Regions from separate parts of the Gasterosteus aculeatus genome. Here region 1 is linked to region 2. The links are chromatin contacts, called in public Hi-C maps. All regions are on one chromosome and are shown on one strand. Each heading gives the region's core, a stretch centred on a gene start, on an enhancer-like site or on the middle of the called end of the contact. The rest is flanking DNA. Distances are from core to core; before and after follow the strand shown. Region 1 overlaps tspoap1 (TSPO associated protein 1). Region 2 holds the start of LOC120821235 (scavenger receptor cysteine-rich domain-containing group B protein).

The links. A called contact is a pair of places that touch in the nucleus more often than the background predicts.
Region 1: a Hi-C map of skeletal muscle shows a contact between it and region 2, with 2.2 times the contacts expected there. The contact joins the enhancer-like site here to the promoter of LOC120821235 in region 2. A contact is called at or near these places in 3 of 6 Hi-C or Micro-C datasets (skeletal muscle and whole body).

Annotation. Positions count from the first base shown.
Region 1 is chr7:18,145,503-18,150,790 of fGasAcu3.hap1.1, forward strand. It overlaps tspoap1 (TSPO associated protein 1), which reads left to right. Exons shown (of 32, transcript XR_013468263.1): 2 at 2,404-2,511; 3 at 2,809-2,937; 4 at 3,972-4,148; 5 at 4,956-5,135. Among protein-coding and RNA genes, the nearest start is that of tspoap1, 16 kb to the left of the region's middle. Within about 2 kb of position 1,804, at least 2 of the 9 cell types and tissues checked have open chromatin away from gene starts, as enhancers often do.
Region 2 is chr7:18,109,519-18,114,120 of fGasAcu3.hap1.1, forward strand. LOC120821235 (scavenger receptor cysteine-rich domain-containing group B protein) reads right to left here and starts at 2,410. Exons shown (of 13, transcript XM_040179615.2): 1 at 2,308-2,410; 2 at 1,214-1,279; 3 at 1-118. The coding sequence starts at 108.

The sequences.
Region 1 (5,288 bases), core at 554-3,053, 35 kb after region 2:
CCCAGAGGGCTTTACAGTCTGTACACATGCAACATCCTCTGTTCCGAAGCCCTGACACAAGCACAAGTGTGATCCACTTTCTTTCTTAGTGACGACTCGAGCTGCAGCGTTCTGAATCCGCTGCAGTCCTTTCTGTTGTCTGCTTGCATCGATTCAAAGGGAGCGCAGGGACATGGCTTCATTAGGCCCAGGCTTTCCCGACAGACGTTTATGCGGACCCCCTTCCTCCTGCTACTGCGTTTGTCTGCTTCGCCAACCCAGCCAGGCCCCCGTGAGAACCGCCATGCCGCCACAGCGGAGCGCGGGCTGAATGCTAATACACTGACCTTGAGTGGACCTCACCACCTGCAGCCCCTTTTTCTGTGGCAGCAAGACAAGCAAGGAAGCGGGCTCTGTCTCTCTCTCTTTTTTTTTTTTTTTTCACCGCAGGAAGCCGGCATTACTTCATAGCTAAAGAAAAGCCTCTGGAGTATTTTGGTGCAATTGCTAGGGAACAATTACAAGACATGGACGCACTCCAAGATCATTAGAATCAGAATGGAGGCAGAGTTCGCTCTGGCCGGACTTCCTCTGAGGTGATCGATCGGGCTTTATCATTGTCGTCCTGAGAGGAACTGATGGCAAAATAACTCTCCAAGACACAAAGGATCAATTGAGAGGCCAACACTTTCTGAGCCGTTAAGTGTTTGCTGTGAAGAGAAGGCAACATAACACAGCTTCAATCTGTGGAAGTACTTTGGGCTGCAGCTATTTCTGCCAGGTCGTATCTCAGCATCACCTCAATGAAACCTGGTGGTGGCGTGTGTCCTTATGCCTTTGGCTTGGTATCGGTTACTTGAATAGTAGCATCCCGTGGCTAACGACATGCTATATACGCTAAAACTGAATGACAGCGGTATGAAGTAAGTATGAAGCCAAATGCGTGAATATCCCACAATGCAATAACATCAACATTACCCACAGTGGCTCTATAATGTATCAATAATAATAATCAATAATGCTTCAATTTAAGGGTAAGCGGTATTTTGTAAATGTTGTTGTTTGTTGGGGCTTTTTTGTCTACGGTCAAATATTGATTAAATTGTTGCTTTGACAACACTCGCTACAAATTTAGATAGGACTGGAAATTTACTGAATCACACACTTATTTTATGAAATAAAATAAGTGTGTGATTCCAGCCATGATAAAGGGATTTTTGCAATCATATGCAATTTATTTTGTAAATATTGCTTCCACTTCTACGGTTTTAATTATTTTTCTTCTGCTAATTATTTTCCTCCTCGGGTCGTGGAGGTTAATGATTTCAGTCCCAAACGTTGTGTCCGCTACTCTGTGTGTTCTCTGAAAACATATGGTCTTTTCTGGCACTACTTTGTTATTATTATGATATTGACACAGCGTGTCTGACTTACCGTTACCGTCACTCTGGAGCCTCAGCTGCTGGTTCAGTCAGCAGCTGGTCATTAGTGTGGACTTAAGAAACCAGTACAGCAGCGTCGAAATAAAACCCTCCAAGGAGCCGAATGATCGCCGGTCATCTACAGTTATCAAAACTCCATAATCTGAGATGACGCTGGCGTGGTTTTTATGTCCACGTCATCAAGATGTGCAATGTAACATTTTCATGTGATTGCAGCCGAAGGCTCTTTTACTTTAGTAGCGAGATCCCCCGGTGTATTAAGAGAGGTGTGTGTTCTACCACTGTCTGGTCTGGACCTCCATCTGTCTGTGGGTACTTCAGTAGCTGTGGGCGTTCACTCTGAGGACACGCCCTCCCGTTCACTTCCAGCTTATCGTTCACCCCGTCCGTCCATCTGCTCTCACTGGAGCCATTTGTGCTCACGTGTGCCAGGTCGACTCTCACCCCTCCGCCCTGAGCCTCCGGGCTCGTTTTAGAGCATCCCCGTGGCGGAAAGTAAGTTGCCATTGTCGGCCTTTAAACCAGAAGACCAATCTGATCCGTGCACCGCTTTGCGGTTCTTCTCCACAGGACGGTGGATTGTGGAATGTGGATTTCTGCCACATTTCTGCTGCTTTGTTGAGCTGGGCCCTTCACTAAGGGCTCACAAAAATAACGAGCTCATTTGTGTAACACCCAGGATAATTTCACACTGTTAAAGCTGTATTCATTACAGCAATATTCCAGATAAAAAGTAGGATCCACTTTTCCCTCCTGCACGTCTCCTCACAGCACATGAGAGCCGAGCTCTCTTTCCTCGTCCACTGAGTAAACGATGTTGCAATAGCTGTTCGGTGCCTAATGAAAAGCCTTGTCATAGGACTATCATCTGTCAGCCATCATTACATAGAAGCATGGAAATCATTGCTGAGGGAGGCACCTGAGAATCCTTGAGTTGTTTAAATAAAACCACTAATAAAACTGTTGTGCTTGTGTTTTCCAGAATGGCACCGACTACGGTTTCCTGGTGCGTCAGAACTCTGAGCTACTGCGAGGCCTCGACGGGCTGGAGAAAACTTGTGCCACACTGAGGGAGGAGAACGGCCTGCTGGTGAGACTAAAAATATACCGGGTTTGTAGTCTCCACGGAAGGCTTCCTAGAAAGTAGGCCAGGTGCACAGAAGCAGCCAGCAACCCATTTTTAAACGGGCATTGTTTCAGTTAGGTGCCGCTCCTTTTTATTCAGTTTATAAATAAATGTCTATGTGGTCAGTGTGTTGGCCTTTCCTCACGTAGCTTCTGAGCCTCCCACTGGTAACAAACAACACTCTTTAAACCATTAACAAGCCCGGCTGGACAATCGTTAGAATTTAGCCCGCTGGTGATATTTTGTCTCCCATGTGTTTAGCGGAAGAGCAGCGCCCCAGAGACGGAGGAGAAGGTCAGGAGGCTGAGGAGGAAGAACACAGAGCTGTCCGTTCTCGCCAAGAGGCTGGAGGAGAGAGCTCGGAAACTGCAGGAGGCCAACCTCAGAGTGGTATGCCGCAGAAATCCAAGGAGCCCAAACTGTTACACGGCTGACCGGGTTCTTCTCACATTTGCGCTTGCTGGGACCAAAATTCTCGAGGGAGCGACTTGCCATCAAGCACCGCCGCTCCGAATCACTGCAATGTCCGGGAACGGGTGGAATGGAATAGTTCAGAGTGATGAAATCACTCACCGCCTTGTTATGAAATACCGGCACACTATTGAATCATTTAATGCATCACTAGATTGGCTGTAACAACTCAGTTTATTGTCAGAAGTCTCTTGAGATGTAATTCATCTACAGAACAGCTGCAACGGGTTGTGATCAAACACTCACAATGAGCTCATTGTGATAAATTTACATTTCCGTCCTCACTAGAGAAAGCTGTCAAGCTCGCTATTATGTAGAGAAGTAAAAAATGCAATAATTATTTATGGAAGACTCTCAAAATACATTTCTTTATTCTTTTGGAGACAGTATAATTAATGATTACCTTATTTAAGATAATGTTTATCCCTTCTGTGATGCAATATAAATGTTAGTGTTTTTGTGTTTTACAGTTTTCTTCGGTGCCATTTTAAGCGTTTTAAGCATATTTAATTATAATATGAAAGGAAACCAATTTGATGTGATATTTTCAGACATAAATATCAACTTCTCTATAGATTTGGTCTGAAATATGTAGTACACAGATTGAATCTGTCAGTTTGAAAAAGCTAGTTAGACTGCAAACCGCATGCATAAACTGTAGCTTCAGCTAATGTATTCCCAAGTCCCTGACCTGTTTTTCCTATAGTACGTAAAGACGCTTATGCAGTGGGCAGTTCCCTTATAATAGAGATATCGCCACAACTCACAAATCAGTGGTGAAGTCGTCATTCAATAATTTCACAAGTGGTCTCTTGAAACATGACCTGAATGCCACAATCAAATCCGATACTGTAATACTTTTCTACTGAAACGCTGCATGATGCACGGCGTCTCTCTCAACGCACAAACAAGAAGTGTGTCCTGATACAAACGCCCTCCCTACCCTTGTGCAGGTGAACTCCCCGTCGCTGCTGAGGCCCGGGTCCGTGGAGCAGTGCAAGAGGGCGTTCGCCCGCCAGCGAGCTCGTGACCTCGCCCAGCACGCCGACCTGCTGCTGTCTAAGGACAAAGAGATTGCCGCCCTGCAGCAAGAGTGCCGAGAGCTGGAGGCCCGGCAGGGCACCACGAAGGTACTTCCTGCAGAACTCCTCAGGAACTATATGAACCGTAACCCTAACCAGACCGCTGATCTGAACCCTCCTCGCCGTGCCTGCCACAAGCTTGCTCTCTGCTGGACGACGTGGGCACTACTCATCCTAACTCCCTCTTAAGCCCGTATTAGAAAGACTGCGTCACTGGTGATGAGTAATGAGTGCAGGGATAGGTTGCCTTTCTAAGTGCCTGTTTTTAATTACTGCTCCAGTGACTTAAGAGGTCGTTCCTTACTGAAAGTGAACATCTGCTGGATTTTTATAATGAAGAATGAGCTGTCTAGTGAGCATGTCTGCGCTGGATCTCATGGTCATCCTCAACACATTTCCCACCATATGATCAGGCTCAAGGGGTTTTCTCATCTTCAATGGGAACATTAAGATGAAATGCCCAGATGAAATGACTTGGAACATCTTCGGTGGTGCATGACCCAGAATCCGTTGTACTGCATGAGTTTTGCCTTTGACTGTCATTTGTATTACTGTTTTCATCTAATAGGACTTATAAAAGAGGTTCTAAATCTTCCAAAATAGTTCCACTCTAGACTACAATAGAGTTGGTAGGATATTTATTGATTAGATGACAGGTGAACTCGCAATGCTGCTTGAGAACAGCTCAATTAGAATAAGGATAATGTGCTGCCACGATGATGTGCCCGTCTTGCGGCGGTCTTTGATCTGTGTGTGTGTGTGTGTGTGTGTGTGTGTGTGTGTGTGTGTGTGTGTGTGTGTGTGTGTGTGTGTGTGTGTGTGTGTGTGTGTGTGTGTGTGTGTGTCACTGTGAAGGGCTCCCCTGTCCCATCTGGCAGAGTGGAATTTGAGAGGCTCCTCAGGGAGTCTCAGAGGGAGGTGCTGCGGCTCCAGAGGCAGCTGTCTGTCACGTCCTCCAAACAGCAGCGCGACCATATTCCTGACCACGGCTCAGAGAAGTGTGGGGACATCGAGGAGCAGGACGAGGAAGACAAGGTAAAGTCCCCTCCTAACAGAGGACAACTCTTTGCTGACCCCTGTTGGCCCTCAGCAATTTGAACATGAGACCCATGTCTATGCACTTTCAAACCGATGACATCAAGTCGTCTGTACATGACATTGAAATGGCAACCGCTGAGTAAATTTGTT
Region 2 (4,602 bases), core at 1,160-3,659:
CAGCACAGAGACGGCCACCAAGACGAGGGACGCCAGCAGGGATAGCAGGAGCCAGACGGCTGGGTTCCAGCACCTGCACTTGCTCTCCACCACACGCTGGCCTCGCATGGCTGCCTGACTGACCACACACATTCACACGCTAGTCAGTCTCTCTCATCGAGATTCCCAAAAGGCCGGTGTTTGCATGGGAACACATCTCTAAATGTAATTGACAATTGTTTGGTAGATACAATCACTATATTTTGTCCTGGTTCAGTGCAGCCTAATTATAGTATTGGATTGTTTTCTCTGGTGGTCCCTGCAGCTGTTGTCATGGTGCTGAACTATGTATTGATGGTAGTCTGGCAGAGGTCAGGGTTGGAGCTCAAAAATAAATTGTCTCCACCTAGTGCACATCACTTCCTGTGGACTTTAAGGCACTGCACACCAACTCTTCTCAAAGCAAAACCAGGTTTCCCAAAATTAAATAGTGCCGCTGTTGCCATAAAACGCAAGGGACATGGAGTAGAGTTACACTGCTGTTTTAGTCAGTACAAAATGGCCGCCGTGCACCTGCGCTGGCAGCGTGTATCGGAGGCGGGAACAGCGAGAGATTCAGAATGAGGACAATTCATTTCCAATCGTCAACAGCTGGGGAGGGTTTGTGTTACAGACGTGTCAAACGTGTCTGTAACACAAGCACCAATCAAGGGGATTTCCCCTCGGACGAAGAATATTGGGATTCTACAACGATCACTCAATAATTGGGGTTAGATAGCGCTGAGCCAGACACTGAATAGCCATAGTACATTCATACTGCAGTAGAATTTAAATACTTCACTAAAATGCTATCAGCTGTAGCGTGAGGGAAAACCTATAATGCTACATTTTTTAATTATTATTAATTAATGAAATGGGGGATTTGTAATAAGCACATTTCCCAGGAATCTGAGAATACTGTTATTGAAGAAGTGTTGACATTAGGAGATACACAGTGTGCGGCTTGGCCTTGGGTTGTTTGTCTCTTTGCTCATGCAGAATTCCCCCTGACCCTACACAGGAATGCGTATTAGGGGATGATGAGGGGAGAATTTGATATTGGCCCCTCGAGATAGTGGACATTCCGGGCCCAGGGGGCACAAAAAGACATTTCTGCTTTCTGTGGTCCCCATCGTCAGGCATAAACGCTTCTTCCTGCAATCTGTCACTAGAACCCTGCAGAACGCTTAGGCACCTGATGACACTGCAGGGGCGCCTCTCGTCTCTTTGGAGAGCAGGAGAAGGGGTAGAATGGTAGAGCCTGGGGGGGGAGTAAGGGTGTTAAAATCGTTAGCTTCTCTGCAGTAAATAGAGAGTTTGTTTAAACGTAACATGCAAGCTTTGCAGGGCCGTAGGATGCCAAAAAAAACAAACACTTGACAGCAGCCCGAGACAAGACTCTGGACCGTGCAGTCTTCACCCAGTTCCAGTCCTTTTTCCCTGGACTGTCCTGGAGTCTGAAATGGTGCGGCGCTGAAGGCCAGAGGCCCACAGAGGGATCCCTGTGCCTCCAATTTAGAGGTGGGGAGTTTAACACCAGCACAACACCGTACCAACAAACCACTCGAAACTCCTGGACAAATGGCTCATTTGTGAAGGATGAAAAATAATCTAGTCCCCAATGTTATGTTTTTCAATACTCCATTCATAGTAGGATGTAGCGCAGATCCGCTGGGGAATAATGTTGCCTTTTGTGTTGGCTCTGCTTCCCCTCCCTTCTCACTTCACCGTGCTGAGAAATAGCTGAAAGATCTCGGGGCCCACAAAAATACCCCCCAATGTCTGAGATGAACTGCAGAAGTCTCTTTAACTGGTAGACTTTCACTACAGTTAAACAGAAAAGCAATGCTTTTATCAGAGAGTGTGTCTGACCACAGCTTTTTATGAGCAGTATTTCCCCCCCAACACCACTGTCTTTTGTTGTGAAATAGACCAGAATGTCACAAAAGATGATTTTTTTCATTTTTCATAAGGAATGGTCCTAAATAAATATATTTAAAGGTAATAATTCATATAATATCAACATGTTTGACATATGAATGTATATTATGATATTAACGTATCATATATACATTAATATATGTATGATATTAATGTATGTCTATCTTCAACAATACCAACATAATAATTGCATCTATCTTTCACGTTACAATGGACCGGTTATAGAAAAAAACACTTGAATGAGAGAAGATCGCTTTATTTGATCTATTATTATGTCACAGACCGGTTCAACATGTCAGATACAGCAGAAACAGCTCTGTATTTCAAAAAAGAAGAAAAAATACATACCTGTTGTGAAAGTAATTGAAAAAAATAAATAGGATTCCTCCACCCCCCCCCCCCAGAAAAAGTACCAAAAGTTGTCTTTCGAGCTCAGATAGCTGGCAGCTTAATTCCACAGGTCACACAGAAAGTTTGTGTCGAGATGGAAGCAGGGAACTCCAGAACATCCGGTGCTCCTTTTTCAATGTCTTTCATCCCTCCTGGTTGACTATAAGTACTTGGCTCCAGTGACCGATATTACGTAAAAACACAGAATACCAGATCATTATATGCTAATATTCCTAACACTCCCCAACAATCTATATTTAAAAGAAGCAGGAGGAGCAAAAAAAGACAATGCAATGAAAGCTGACCCTTCACTGCTACCCTTGCATCTCCAGTGTCAGTTAGCGCTTACAGAAGGTGCGGTCCGTCTCATCTCTGCACACACTCTCAGAGGGAGACGAGGCTTTGGCTCAGGGTGTGTGTGTGTGTGTGTGTGTGTGTGTGTGTGTGTGTGTGTGTGTGTGTGTGTGTGTGTGTGTGTGTGTGTGTGTGTGTGTGCACATCCCACACTGTACCCAAGTACTCTGCAGCAAAAAAAATGCAACTATGAGGCGGTAAAAATCAAAACGCTGTTAACAAAACTTTTGAGAGTTTTAAAAATCGCTGCAGAATAGTGAACACTGACAAGCAAAACTGACTTCATGACAGAGGAATAAAAAGATGACATTAACGACTTGGTAGTGTTCTTAACAATGCAGGTTTTTGTGTGCAAACAGTATGACCAGTATGGGACTCAGGAACCGCATTTACTTTTTTTATAGATCGATACGCCGCCCTAAAGATTGTTATAATCTTCATGCTTCAACACAATCTCCATGTCAGAATACACATCCCGAGAAAGACATTTTCCTCCACAAACTCTTACATTCCATTACTTTCCTGCAGTCCACCTTGTTTATTTTGGTCCCCAAAAAGTTACTCCTTTGAACAAGAAAGAGGCATACTGTGTCTAAACGTGTTTGTGTGGCACACAAGACGGTCTGTTGTCCTTTCAATTGATAAAAAGCCTGAGGCATCTCTGCATTGTGCAGCAGACTAATGGAAATAGCTTCCGAACACTAATCCTTCTTAGCCACAGAGAAACGTGCAGGCTGTCCACTGCCATTAACAGGCTTTTCAGGGCCCAATTCTTAACTCCTTCCTGGAGTGTCGCCAAAATCGGTTGTTTAGCCAAAATACGGGTGTTTCCCTGCACTAAGCTAATTTTCTTAATCTCCATGATAGGATTGAGACAACAGGCCGTACGCAGCCAAAGTTACAGATTCAATAGTTGTCTTGTCATTGTGTTTTAGTTTTGGGGTGTCTGCGGCTTTTCACCTTTGGAAGTTTTTGCACAAGATCCACTTTTTTGTTTATCCTGGCAGCATATTCCTTTATTTATTTTCAACATTGACTACATTTGTATTTCCACTATGGGGCAGCAGTAACAAGTAGTAATACAGCAATGAAATATTATCAGCTTGTGTTTCCATGTTATCATGAGCAATGTTAGCACCCACTGTCCTTCTAACCTGGCTTCAGATGAGGCTCCCAAAAGAAACTTTCTTGGGGGTAAAAAAAAGAGCTCTAGGAAATATAGGTTGTCGCTGCTGTAAAACCAGCAAGATTCATTTAATTAATTCATTTTGTTTATAATAATGTATCATTTTGATGTTCTTCATACGGATTTGGATTTTAATTCTCAATGAATTATTGTATGGGGGTTAGGGTTATTATTTCAATGTAATTTCATTTTTTTTCCTCCTTTGTTCTCATTATAAAAATCAATATCAATTGAGGATTATTGATATTGACCATTTTCATGACTGATTAAAGTGTGAAACTACAATGATGCTGTAAATTGGTTAAATATAATTGTGCACTGCTAGCTGGATTTTGGCTGATTTGCTCTCCCCCTCTCACTCTCTCGATCTGTTTCTGCAGTCAGCAACAAGGCAGCAGACCGAGATGGGAACGAGAGGCCAAAGGACACCTGGACAACGTGGAGTGGATCGCTGGATCTCTGTCTTTCTGTCTCTTTCATCCTCCGAGTGAAAACACGCCGTTAGAGGCTCTCAACTATTGCGAGTGCATTAGTTCATCAGCTTACTTCCAAAGTATAGACGAGAAGATTGACATTAATACAGACTGAATGCCTAATTCTCTGCATATACAACTTCCACTCAGCGGTCAGGCGGGGTATGCTTTGTCTCTTTGATGGATTTTGGCAACATGATATTGAAAAGGTATGTACATACCTTTGAGGATTTATACATT